2 separate regions of the Sus scrofa genome follow, and region 1 is linked to region 2. A link is a contact called in public Hi-C data. All regions are on one chromosome and are shown on one strand. The core of a region is the stretch at or near the end of the contact, and the rest is flanking DNA. Distances in the headings are between cores, read along the strand shown. Region 1 holds the start of GNA14 (G protein subunit alpha 14). Region 2 overlaps GNA14 (G protein subunit alpha 14).

Region 1 (6,578 bases), core at 720-3,219, 180 kb after region 2:
AAGCCTGCTTTGGGGTCTGGGGCAAGAGGACAAACGAGGGTCTGCATCGTTAGTTTAAGGGGACTCATAGAATCCTACTTTCTTGACAAATGTAGCTCTGTAACAAAATCAAAGGTCAGGTACAATGAGAATTCTCAGACCCCTCAGAGTTCAGGGCCAAGTGTGAAACAGCAGCTCCAGCCAATGGACAGAACCTCCTCCCCTCCCCACCGAGACACCATCTCTTCCCAGGGAGCCCTCTTGGGCATACCAGTAGACCCCTCAGCCCACATTTCCAGGCTCATCCACAACCCCAGCACAGCTGCCCTGCTGGGCAATCCACAGAGGTTGGGGTCTGCCCCCCTACTTCAACAGAGCAGGCTTGGGGCCTTTGGGCAGGAGATCTGGAGCACTGTGGGCAGTGTGCACTCTGGGTGGGCATTCCAGTCTCCCTGCAGACTCATAGCCCAGTGGGGAGGGGCACAGCCTGGGGAAGGCCTCTCCCTGTCCCCCTAAACCTAGGGAATGATTATAGAGGGTTTCCCTTGCCTGGGTCTGAATGTAATACTATTTTTCCATCCAGCCATATTCTTTCCTTGAAGCCTTATGGGAGGGTGGCTTCTTATATTAAAGATGAATAAACTGGTCTAAGAGAGGATTCCTGTCTGGAAGCAATGAAGAAAAAAAAAAAAGGTGAAATATTTGCAACTCTCTAGAAAGATTTAACAGCTAAATATCCTGGTCTGAAAGAAGATAAAGGTACACTTTCCTCAAACAGCCAATGGACTGAACAGGGTTCTGCAAGTCAGCAGAGGCAGGATCCTGCCCGACAGGATACACTGACTAACCTTAAGTTTCTCTTGATGTTTTTGAAAGTGGGTGTGCTACCCAGACCTGGGCAGAGGCTAAAAAATTAGCCCAACAAGAATTAGCCAGGGCCTCTGGGCCAATAGAGTCCCAACCCTAGGAACGAATGCACTCTGAGTCTGAGCTGAGCAAGGGAGGTTTGGGACTTTGACTAACAGAAAGGCCTCACTAAAGGGATGCCCCCAACCCCCACCCCCCGGAGGCCAGGGCAGAGGTGGTCACAGGCTGGAGAGTGGCTAGGGCTTGGGCTTCAAACCCACGACTGCCCGGTATCTGCTTTGCCTTTTCTCAGTCAGGGCAAGTTCGTCAATTTTCCGTCCTCCGTTTTTAATTCTCTAAATTGCGGGTATTATCTACCTCCAGCACCTCGCGACGATGCTTGTAAGAACTTAGCGCAGTTCTGCACTTGGTAAGCGCTTGATCGGCGGTACTTATTTAGACCTGAAAGTCCAAGAACCAGAGCTGGCGCTGAATACTAGACGTGGATCAAGCAGCTCCCCTCACCGACCCCCAACATCCGAAATAAAGTTCTGTAGAGGCTGTTCGAGCTGGGGGCGGAGAGGTGCGGTGGATGAGGCTTTAGAAAAAGCAAACCAGAACAGGTAGGGGAAAGCAGACAGAGTCAAATGCTAAGTCTAGTCCTGTTCGGGGGCAAGGATGGGGGAGCCTTCGAAAGTCGCCCAGCTGGAAGTGGAAAGCACGGGCGCCTATGGATACAACTTGCTCCCATCCGTGAGTCCCGGAGAGGAGGCGGAAGCCGCGCTGCACCCGGCTCGGCTCCCGATACTCCAGGCCGGGACCTGGGCGAGGGAAACAGCCGGGAGGGAAACGCCCAGGGCTCAGGGGTCGGGGAGACTCAGCCACTCACCCAACAACAGCAGCTTTAGCTCGCGGCGCGCGTCCTTCTTGTCCCGGCGAAGCTGCCGCTCGATCTCGGCGCTGATGCGCTGGGACTCCTTCTCCTCCGCGGACAGGCAGCAGCAGCCGGCCATGGCGCGCGCTGCGCCCGACGGGCGACGCGGTCTTGAGCGCCCCTTTGCTCCGCTGGCCGCTTGCCCCGCGGATCCCGGACGGCACCCGGGTTCGGAGAGTAAAAAAACGGGGGCCGAGTCGAATATCAGAGTAAAAGACCAGTACCCCTGGGCTCAATCCCTCGTAAAGGGTCGGCTGCGGGGCGGGGAACGAATCCGGAAACGCTGAGAACGCTCAAGTGCCCACACTCGCTCAGGGGAGGAGGAGGGCAAAGCGAGGGACAGCGTTATCGGCCCCCGGATGACTAGCGCGCCCCTTGGCAGTGGAGCTCGATGCGTAGTCTGGGAGCTCAGAGCGTTCGTGAGAAGTTGGGGCGTCGGTGCTGCGGTGAGAGAGAGATCTCCCGGGCCTCGGGGTGTCCCAGGCAGCCGGCAGGCACGGCGTGGGTTGGAGGCAAAGGTCCTGGCTGTCCCTTTCCTGCAAAGTTCTGAAAACCTCAGCAGAGACCGCAGCGTAAGACCAAGTGGAAAGGTTCCTGCTGGCGCTTGTAGCTCTAATTGGCAGAAGGAGGCGGAGCGTCTCGAACCCGCAGCCCTGGCGTCGGCCCGAGCTGGCCCTCGGGGCACGCCAAGCCGATGGCGCCTGTGGGACTAAAGGTGTGAGCAGGGAGCTGGGGCGCGGAGTCGGGAAGCCTCGATCTTGGGCATCAGCCCCCACACCTGCCTCCCTGGCGGTGGCGTCCCAGCGGGGGGAACCGCGCCGGCTGAGGCGGCAGAAATCAGCGCTCCTTGGCCTCCAGGCCCGGCTCCTTGTCCGGGTTCGGCTTCCGACAGGTGAATGAGGTTTGCCAACTCCCAGCCTCAACTCCTCGCAGCTGCAAGAGGAGTAAGACGAGAGTCCACAGCGAGACACAGCGCCTCAGGGACGAAGTTTAGCTCTCCCGGCAGACTTGAAATTGAGGCTGTCACACCAGCCTCAGCACCACGCACATCGCGGTTTCCTAGACGGCCTCCTACCGCTTCCCGGAGGCCGCAGCCCGGCTCGGCCTCGGCCAAAGCCCTTGGTCAGCTCGGCAGCCTGCCTGCGAGGTGCGGCTGGACCTGAGCCCGCTGGCGCTGCGCTCAGAAAAGCAGCTGCCCCTGGGTTCAGTTAAATAAGAGAAGTGTGAGAGCGGAGGATAAATATCCTCCTGGCCCCTTCCTACCAACCGGACGAGGAGGGCTGCAGATAGAGGAAATGAAAAACGGCTGGCTAGTTTGCATTTTATGATGGGAAAGACTCCTGCATTGTAAAGAGAGGGCTGACCAGTTTCCAGAAGCACCTGGCATGTTCCCTGCACCAGCCCTGAAGCCTGACAGCTGCCTTACAAAGGTGTGTGTCCACATAGCCACATTGGCCTGGCTCCTGGAACCTCCGGATCTCATTTGAGCTGCATTAATAAAAACTTAAAAATTAAAAAGCACCTCTTTGTAGTCAAATGGCACATATTACAACATCTGATTTTGTCTTCTGTGTACATTCTGAGGCAGAGGTCCACAGGAAAAGTAGAAACGAAAAGGTAAAGGGAGAGGATCCTGTCTTCCGCAGAAATGAACTTTTATTTCCCCTTCTCTTCCAGTCAGCATGTGCCATGTAGAAACTTTATATAACATTAGGCAGTTAGCTAATGCTTCTTCTATCAAGAGCAAGCCTAAGTGCCTTTCTTATGAGTAGCATATACTGAGTCCAAACTAAGGAGCTTATTAAGTGGAGAGAATTATATGTATCATTATATAAAGCACTTGGCATTACAGTACTATCTGACTGCAAGGACTTATTATTTATTTTACAGTTTAGGGAATGTAGAAGAATCCAGCATTAAAAATGAATGTGCATACATTCTTAAATGCATGACTTTTTAGTTTCCTTGTAGGCATAAATTGACAGTAATAGTGACCCCTACAGGAAAGCTCCTGGACATTTCTTAACTTGATCCTTAGCCATTTAGTCACACATTTCTCTCTTACCTCTTACAAATTCATTTACAATTTGAGAATAAGACCTCTTAGCTTCTCAAATGAATAATGGCATCATAATTACTAGTATTTTTAAATGATTAAAATTAGGGCAAATTTGAACTCCCAAGTTAACTGGAATAACTGATTTGTTAGGTCTAAAGTTGCTAAGATTTCCAGAAAGATGTGGATTATGGCAAATCTGCAAAACTTTCCTGGGCTAGTCACCTTGACAGTATGTAGCTGAAGCCTTAAACCTGTCCATCCCCTTTGGCCAAACCAGTAATTCTCCCCTTGAGAAATAATCAGAGAAGCTATGATTTATGTGCAAAGATTTTATTTCTAATAGCCACAGTAACTCAAAACAACCTAAATGTCCAACAAGGGGGAATAGATCAACAAATTATGGTATATCCATACACTGAGATATTATATAGTCATTAAATATGGGAATATGTAACAAACATGTGAATAACAAAGAGTGGGGGGAAAAAAACCTCAGGCTATAGTGAGTGTAAAAATACAAAAATATAAACAATAAGATACAAATTTTATTATAAAAACACATATAGGTTTTTTTTGGTTTTTGTTTGTTTGTTTGTTTGTTTTTAGGGCTGCACATGAGGCAATATGGCAATACCAGATCCTTAACCCACCGAGCCCATCCAGGGATCAAACACACATCCTCATGGATACTGGTCGGGTTGTTGCTGCTGAGACACAACAGGAACTCCCCACATATGCATTTTTAAGCAACTAAAAGGACATAAGCAAACCAGTAGTTTGCTCTGAGTCATAGCTTTTTGGTTGGTTTTAATCCTCTGATACAAAGTTATTTGGGGTAGCTTGCATATAGTAATCTAGGCTCCACTTTCCTCAGCTATAAAATGAGAGTAGATGAACCAGAATAAGCTCACAAGGATATCCCAACTGTAGCAGACAATTATTTCTTTGATGATTTCCACACTTATAAGATAATTTAAATGAACCATAAACCAAAAGTTGTTATTGACCAGTGGAAACTAGAGAGAATTGTAATACTAGATTATCACAAGTCAATTATTTTTATACTTCTATTTTTTAATTTTCATCTCTGTTTTCCCCATCTTAGGATCTTTGGGAGGGATGGGAATAATTTTAAGTTATTGATTCTTTTGCAACACTTTTCCAGGAAGGGGTAGTTTTGAAAAGAGTTATCAGTAAAAAAGAACATTTGTTTTCTTAGGTTATTCCCAAAGTGCTACAATTCCATTTCATTCCTCTTGAAGATCAGAGCCTTTTCTGATACATGACTTTTCAAATATCTGCCAAGTGCTACACTGCAAGGGTGCTGCTCTGAATGTCCACCGAATCCATGCCAAGCCTATTAATTGGCACTGGGAGCTCAGATACTTTATGTAGGCCACAGTCTAGTAGAAAGAAGTAAGACTGAGACCTTGAAATCTGAACCCAGGCCTCTTAGCTTCCTCCCAGAGGGCAGAGAGTGAGAGTACAGAATTCCCTGGGTGGCTTCCCACAGCCTACAGATGTGCATAGTGGGACCTTTAGCTAACACCTCCCCTCAGCTCATGAGCCTCATCGCCCATGACCTGGAACTTGGGGCAACTATAACTACACGTTCTCCCCACCTCTGTGTTTGGCTCATGCTGTTCCTTCTTCCAAGAGAGCTATTTCTCAACCCATACAAAGTTAGGTAAATTCCCAAACATCTTTTCTGAGAAACCATCTCACCCCTTGTCAGTCAGACCCACCTTTCACTGCTTCCTCAGCACCTCCTATGTTCCTCTCTTCAACATCTTGCTCAATTACACTTGTTCGTTTCTTCTCCAAATCTATTAGTTACTCACAGGTAGAGAGGTGGGGTTTTGTTGGTTTTTTTTGGTTTGTTTGTTTTTTCTTGTTCATCTTGGTATTTCTAAATTAATGAAATTTATTTGACTGAATAAAATTGAAACCAGGAGTTCCCGTCGTGGCGCAGTGGTTAACGAATCCGACTAGGAACCATGAGTTGCGGGTTCGGTCCCTGCCCTTGCTCAGTGGGTTAACGATCCGGCGTTGCCGTGAGCTGTGGTGTAGGTTGCAGACGCGGCTCGGATCCCGCGTTGCTGTGGCTCTGGCGTAGGCCGGTGGCTACAGCTCCGATTCAACCCCTAGCCTGGGAACCTCCATATGCCGCGGGAGCGGCCCAAGAAATAGCAACAACAACAACAATAATGCCGAGGGAGCGGCCCAAGAAATAGCAACAACAATAACAACAACAACAAAAGACAAAAAAAAAAAAAAAGTTGAAACCAAAAAGAATCAGCCTAAGGTAAGTAAAAGAAACTGGAAGAGATAACAGAAAGTTACTGTGGTGGAAGACAGTGAAAAAAACAACAAGCAAGTCCACAACAAATCAATGTATGATTTAAGAACGACTTTGTCCTCAGCTTGCCCCCTTAGAGAGAATGAGAGCCCTGTTTCTAAGGAAATTCCAAGGAAATGTGCAAGTAGAGAGCTGGAAAGATGCTATTCTCTTTGACAAATGTAGCATCTTGGAATTTTAACAAGTAGCAGAGAATAAAAACATGACCTTGAAAAATTTCATAAAGTTAAAATAGCACTAATAATAATACACTTATGCTGCTCTGTGACTGCAGATATGACGTTGTGACCCCCTTCCTGGATTGTGGTTAGCATTTTTTTAAAAGAAAAAATAGAATATCAATAGGAAAATCAAAGTATGCTACACAACATTTTTGTTCCAGTTGTATGCATAAATATCAA
Region 2 (6,906 bases), core at 3,081-5,580:
TGTACCTACACCACAGCTCACAACAAGGCCAGATCCTTAATCCACTGAGCGAGGCTAGGGATCGAACCCACATCCTTGTGCATACCAGTCGGCTCATTACCACTGAGCCACAAAGGGAACTGGAAGCTCCTTTAAGCAGCAACAAAGAATATCTGCATTCCAGACTCTGGTGAGAATCTATCAGTAATATCTCTGCTGTCTGATTCTTACCAAATGTTGACACAAGTGATATATATATACATTTTTTCTGGACTGCACATAATGCAGCTATGCCTTTGTCTGCATTTCCCAGAGGGCTATATTATCTAGAACATGACTCTACAAAATATTATAAATACACTGAAAAAAAAAGTTCCTTGTTCAAGTAAGTTTAGGACAAGGTCTGAAACAGTGACTTTTTTTAAGCTACAGGACTTCTCAGAAGTTGAGTATGTGTGTGTGGTGTGCAGATGCACCCCCAAGGGGGCAGGCATCTTGGTGTCTTTTTCTCACTGATCTAGTCCAAGTGCTTAGAGAAGTGGCTGACACATCAGTATTGTGGAAATGAATAAATGAATGTTGCATGAAAATCCTCACGTTTAGTCAATATTGATAGAATATATTAAATCAAGGAGCCATGTGTATTAACAGATACAATTCATGAAATTGTGTAACAGGGCACACCCAATTCTTAAACATTCAATCACTGGAATGTTTCACTAGAACATCAAACATTAGAATGCACATATGCATGATAGAAGAAAATCCCCAAAACTACAGCAGGACCCCCATCTACAAATGTAGCATTTAGCGACAACTTACTGGACATCAGCAGTGAAAAGACTGCAGCAACAAACAGAGCCACAACAAATAGAACAACATGGAGTAGAGGAGTTCCCGTCTCTGCTCAGTGGTTAACAAGGTTGTGGTTTGATCCCTGGCCTTGCTCAAGAGGGTTAAGGATCCAGTGTTGCTATGAGCTGTGGTGTAGGCTGCAGATGCAGCTCGGATCTGGCATTGCTGGGGTTGTGGCATAGGTCGGCACCTACAGCTCCAATTAGACCCCTAGCCTGGGAACCTCCATATGCCACGGAAAGGCAAAGGAAAACAAAACAAAACAAAACCCAAAAACTTAAAAAAGAAAGAGAAAAAGAACAACATGGAGTAGAGATGCCCAGACAGAACACAGAACCTTTAATAGGCTCATTTTATGACAAGTTTTCGAAGAGAGGGTTTGCCGCACACGATTTGCCAAACTCATGTAGCTGACGTGGCAGCTAAGCTAAGATCTCACTGGCTGAGACCCCAGCCAATCTCATGGCTTGTGAAAGTCAAACTCTTCCACAGTTTCTGCTAATTCCCAGCGGTTACTTCTTCAAGGTCCAATGTCCACTCTCAGTTGCACAGGCAGTTTTGCTTTGAAGGAGTGGTAGGTTTTGCTTAGGAATCATGTATGTAAACCTCATTCTCATTTCACTTTAGCTACTGGGAAACTCGAAACAAATATAAGTAACTCAGTAGAAGTTGATGAATACTCATGTCCTATAACACCTGTGTTCTATTTTTCTTCCAGCTTCACTCTTCTATATTAATTCAAACTTTTATCGGCACTGAGTTTTTTTTAAGGTATATATTCATATAAGTAGCTTCCAATGTGTTGTGAAAGGAAATAGGGCATAAATACAAGCAAACTAACAAAATAAAAACAGCTAGTATAAACCGAACCATCATTATGTGGCCACCTTGCATAAGCACTATCTCTCTTGATCATTACAACAAACCTATGAAATTAGATACTTTGAATATCCCAATTTCATATGTTAGGAAACCAATGCTTTGCGTGGAGAAGAGATAGTAATGGCAGAACAGCCATTCGAGCCCAGGGTTCCAGACCCCAAAGTCTATGCAGGGAATCACCGTCTTCAACTGATTTACAACATTTACATTTTAAAGGGAGGAAAGAAGGGGATAGTGGTTACCTGTGAAACCCTCTAGACTAGACAGAAATTACCGGAAACCTGGGAAAGCCTGGAGAATTATTTCCTGCACCCCTTGCCTGCCAACTGCTCTTCTCCAATCTAAACTGAAGGTTTTTTTCAAACAGGGAATTCAAAAACCAAGTCCTTCATAAAAGAAAGGAGGAAAAGGGGCTCTAGAGATCAAAGAAGGGCTTGGAAATAAGTAAGATTCTTCTACAGTGAATTGCAAGCAAGCACAAGACAGCATTTTACACCAAGCCTCCAGCATGACTGTTTCCATTAGAAGACTTTCAGGTATTTACATGCAGCTGAGGAACAAAATGTGTTCTTTTTAACAAAGAATATGGAAAAATGGAGTTAGAAACGTACATTCTGAAGGCCACCAGTGGTGCCTGTCCACTTAACCCTTATTCTAAAGGATATCATCTATACAATAAAAATAAAATAAAATGAAATCAGGTAGACTGTTAGTGGTGGTGTATATACATATCAATATCAATGTGAGTTTATAGAAAAAGTAAGCTTCACTAATTAGTCTACAGGCTTAACAAGGCTCATAAATAGAGTAGGGAGAGTCTGCCCATGTGGTTCATTCCATTATGACTCAGGACACCACCTAGTGACAGCTTCTCTGATTGCATCTGCTGACAGAAAACTCGCTGTGGTGCTTTATACACCGCATCCTGAAGTTACAGCAACTGACAATCTAGATGCCCTTGACAGATGACTGGATTAGCAAGATGCTGGTATATATACACAGTGGAATACTACTCAGCCATAAAAAAGAACAAAATAATGCCATTTGCAGCAACATGGATGGAACTAGAGACTCTCATACTGAGTGAAGTCAGAAAGAAAAAGACAAATACCATACGATATCACTTACATCTGGAATCTAATATATGGCACAAATGAACCTACAGAAAAGAAAATCATGGACTTGGAGAATAGACTTGTGGTTGCCAAGGGGAAGGTGGAGGAATGGGATGGATTGGGAGCTTGGGGTTAATAGATGCAGACTATTGTCTTTGGAATAGATTAGAAATGAGATCCTGCTGTATAGCACTGGGAACTATGTCCAGTCACTTATGATGGAGCATGATAATGTGAGAAAAAAGAATGTATACATGTATGTGTAACTGGGTCACCTTGCTCTACAGTAGAAAAAAATTATGTATTGGGGAAATAAAGAAATTAATAATAACTGGCTAAAGACACAGAAATTCTCACTCTTTAATAGGAAGGATTAGTGAACAAGAGTGAGAGAAAGAGCTTGAGAGTTAGAGTTTAGTGGAAGGCACATCCTTGCTGCTTTATTTATTTTTTTTGCCATGGTGTGCAGTGGATTCATGTGGGATCTCAGTGCCCAGACCAGGGACTGAATCTGGGCTACAGCAGTGCAAGTGCTAGACCACCAGGGAACTCCCTCTTGCTACTTTCAAGGCTAATAGAATATTAACCACTTGGAGGGCAGTGCTTATAAATTCAAATTTTATTGGCATGTCCTTTGAAGTGTATAAAAAGTAACAAGAGAGGTTAAGTTGTTTCTAGTAGTTATAAGCAAACGAGTAGTAACAGGACTGAGTCCAACGGTCCAAGCTGTCCATCTTACTCCCTTGATGCTCTAACTGGCAGCTCCATGTGGCTGAGAAGCAAGGCCCTTGTGTGTAAAAAAGTGCTTGAGAGGACAACCAGTTCCCAATGAATCCAGGGAACTGCATGAGGTTGTCCCACTCTTTGCAGTGAATTGAACATGCTGTTTCAGGTGCTCACATTTCCAACTGATGTGCCTTTCACTTCAAATGCACATCTCTCTTGGTTATAGACACTCTGCCCCACCTAGCCACCCTGTAAACTCTCAAAATCACACTCCGGTGATGCTTTGCATCTAGTTCTGCAATAGTGTTCCCTCCCACGGAAATTATACTCCTGAAAAAAAAATTGCCACACATTTCCCAGAGAGTCATCCAAAAACATTCCTTGCTCTGGGGTGTTTTTGTTTTTTCTTTCTTTCTTTTTTTTTGGTAATTCACTTTTTCCGTTCTTTTCAATAGCTTGAAAAACTCTTAAACACACCACAACAAATATTTGGCTCACAGCTTACTTTAATGATGTGCTTTCGAAATGGTGGTTTTAATCCTGGATGCATATTTGGTTGTTGTTTTCCTTTTGCAGTGAGAACCCACAGGCATTTCGGACTGGGAGTGGTGTTAGGAGAGCAGGGCATCGCAGGTTTCCCATCTTTGGGAAATCTTCCGCTCTGTGGAGCCTCTTCTAGCGCCCCCTGACCTTCGCAGCGTAGGTCCTGGGCTCCCTCCAAATAGGACGATGGAGCGGGTGGCTGCCTCTAGGGGGCAGCAGCTGACCCATGTTGTCCTCTCTCAACCACTCCCCACTCTCTGTATATGAAAACCAGAACTAAGTGGACAGCTTCGAGGAGGGAAGAGACGTCTCCCCAGAACTCTGTATGGCCTGAGGAGTATTTGGGGGGGGTGCTGGGAAGGACTGACCACCTGTGTGTGAGCCTGTGGTGTTTCTGACCCCACTACAACTGGGTACAGTTTGCCTAAGTTCTGGATTTAAGTAGCCCAGATATCAAAGTTTCCTCAGAATATGATTATCAAATAAAAATAGGGGACAGCATTTGAGTTTCAGATACACAGCTGATACGCTTTAAGTCTAAGTATGCCCATGTATTTGAGAAGAACTTGGGCTAAAGTATCTTTTCAATTTACCCTAGTATTTTACCATAGTAAAGACACTGAAGAAATCTGACTGCTTCTGTATCGGGGACTGTCGATCCATTTCAGGGCCTTTTCCCGGGCTTTCAAAGCAAATTTGGCATTAGCCAGGCTTCTTCCTCAAGGAGAGCAATCAGAAATCAGTGCCCATTTGCTTCTGAATCATGTCTCTGCCCTGCTCACCCGGGTTCTAGATAGTCCATTTATCTGCACAAACAAGCCACAGAGGATCAACATTTTCTCCCCTTCACCGAGGACGCCAGGCCACCTTCTCATGGGACTTTTGCTGTCTCCAACATTAAGTGCCACACATGCACCACTGTCCTCCACCCTCACACAGGATAGGGAGGGACAGGCCACACAGTGTGAATGTATCTACTATCCCCAAATGAAAGAAGGTGATAATGATGCATTTCCTGCTGTCTGTTTCACCACAGTTTTAGAAAAGACAAAGTAAGGAACAGAGGGGTTGTCTTACTATGACATGGCCCAGAGCTCAGCACAAGCCTCCCGTGCCTGGGAACCCTCCCGCCTGCAGATTTCAGCCACAGTGACATTTGGTCTCACCTTCTCTTTGCCTCCACAAGCTCTTTCCTGCATCTGTGCACAAATCCACAACTGCACTCCTTCCACGGGGCCCCATGAGCTCTCCCCCCCCTCTCCCCACCACAATGTGTCCCATGTGCTCTCCCAGCCCCCCATTGGTGGCCCCACCCACCGTCTCAGGCCTGAGGAAACTTCACCACTCTCAGCAGCCCCATCCCCAAGGTTCCACCCACAAACTCCTGAGCCTCCCCACCCCAACCCCAATCCAACTTGCAGGGGAGGCTAGGCCATGATTTCTCTTGCTCTTTATGAAATCTCAGCAATGCCTGATCCCTCAACAATTTTCATTTGTTTTATTTATTTTATTTTTTTTTCTTTTCCAAATGTCAAATCAGCTTCTCGGTCGCCAAGCATAATAATGTGTCCTTATTCAACCCCAAGCTCCCCTGACCTACAGGTACAAAGCTTTCTCACAACCACGGGGCCTACAAAGTGCCTTTTTATCCTGCTGGCATCTCACAGCTGCCTTCTGCCAGGCATTTCGATGCTCTGACCCGACTCCCTACCTTGGGGTGACTCAGGGTGAGAAGACCTGCCCACCAAGCCATGCGTGGTCCTAGGAGGCCACCAATGAGTCACGTGGGACACCCCATGGAGCATATCCCCCCCACCCCCATCTGTGCTAGGAGTGCTCCTTGCCCAGTTCCTGAAGTTCAGTTCCTTCTCTGCTTTGGTTTCCCTCCTATGGTTCCCCACCCTACAAAGCTGTCAGAAAGCTCTCCCCAAGTCGAGTGAGGTGAATAGTGTCCCCATCAAATTTATGTCACCTCAGAATGTGACCAGATTTGGAAACGGTGCCTGTGCAGGTATAATTAAGAATCAAGGAGTTCCCATCATGGCTCAGTGGGTTACAAACCCAACTAATATTCATGAGGATGTGGGTTCTACCCCTGGCTTCACTCAGCGGGTTAAGGATCTGGCACTGCTGTGAGCTGTGGTTTAGGTCGCAGATGTGGCTTGGATCCTGCATCACTGTGGCTGTGGTGTAGGCCAGTAGCTATAACTCCAATTTGACCCCTAGCCTGAGAACGTCCATATGCCACAGGTGCGGCCCTAAAAAAAAAAAGTATAGAGATGAGATCATACTGGATTCCTGTGGGCTCTAAATTCAATGAGAGGTCCTTGTTAGAGACAGAAGAGGACACACCCAGACACAGGGAAGAAGGTGACGTGAAGATGGGGGCAGGGACCGGCCTGACGTTTCTACAAACCCAGAGACGGCAGGCCGGATTGCCAGGAGCCAGGGGGAAGGCACAGAATAGATTCCCCCACAGAGCTGCAAGAAGGAGCAGACCCTGCCAAGACCTCTATTGTGACTGCCAGCTCTCTTTCCCTGGGCCTGGGCTCAGCCAGGCCAACCAGGCGCTGTGCCTCATAATAGATGGGCAGTTTCTTTTCTCTGCAAGCTCACCCGCAGCCAGGGCTAGTGAGTAGAACACTGGGAACAGAGGGTTCTCCTGCAGCGGAAGGCCCTGTGGCTCTTGCTATCTGCTCCCTCCTGAATAGTCGGATGAAATCTGTCTAGAGGTCCCTAACTTTGGTCAGGAAAGGCTGAGCTCACTATTTCTGCAGAACCCCCACCCCGCCCCTGGCATCATCCA

What was found. A called contact is a pair of places that touch in the nucleus more often than the background predicts.
Region 1: a contact with region 2 is called in a Hi-C map of retroperitoneal adipose tissue, with 1.8 times the contacts expected there. The contact joins the promoter of GNA14 here to the enhancer-like site in region 2. A contact is called at or near these places in 6 of 47 Hi-C or Micro-C datasets (alveolar macrophages, embryonic fibroblasts, epiblast stem cells and 3 more).

The regions. Positions count from the first base shown.
Region 1 is chr1:230,543,154-230,549,731 of Sscrofa11.1, forward strand. GNA14 (G protein subunit alpha 14) reads right to left here and starts at 1,970. Exons shown (of 7, transcript NM_001097518.1): 1 at 1,715-1,970. The coding sequence starts at 1,838.
Region 2 is chr1:230,365,686-230,372,591 of Sscrofa11.1, forward strand. The region is part of intron 2 of GNA14 (G protein subunit alpha 14); the gene reads right to left. Among named protein-coding and RNA genes, the nearest start is that of GNA14, 180 kb to the right of the region's middle. Within about 2 kb of position 4,331, at least 15 of the 83 cell types and tissues checked have an H3K27ac peak or open chromatin away from gene starts, as enhancers often do. A contact at or near this core is called in retroperitoneal adipose tissue, where this site is marked.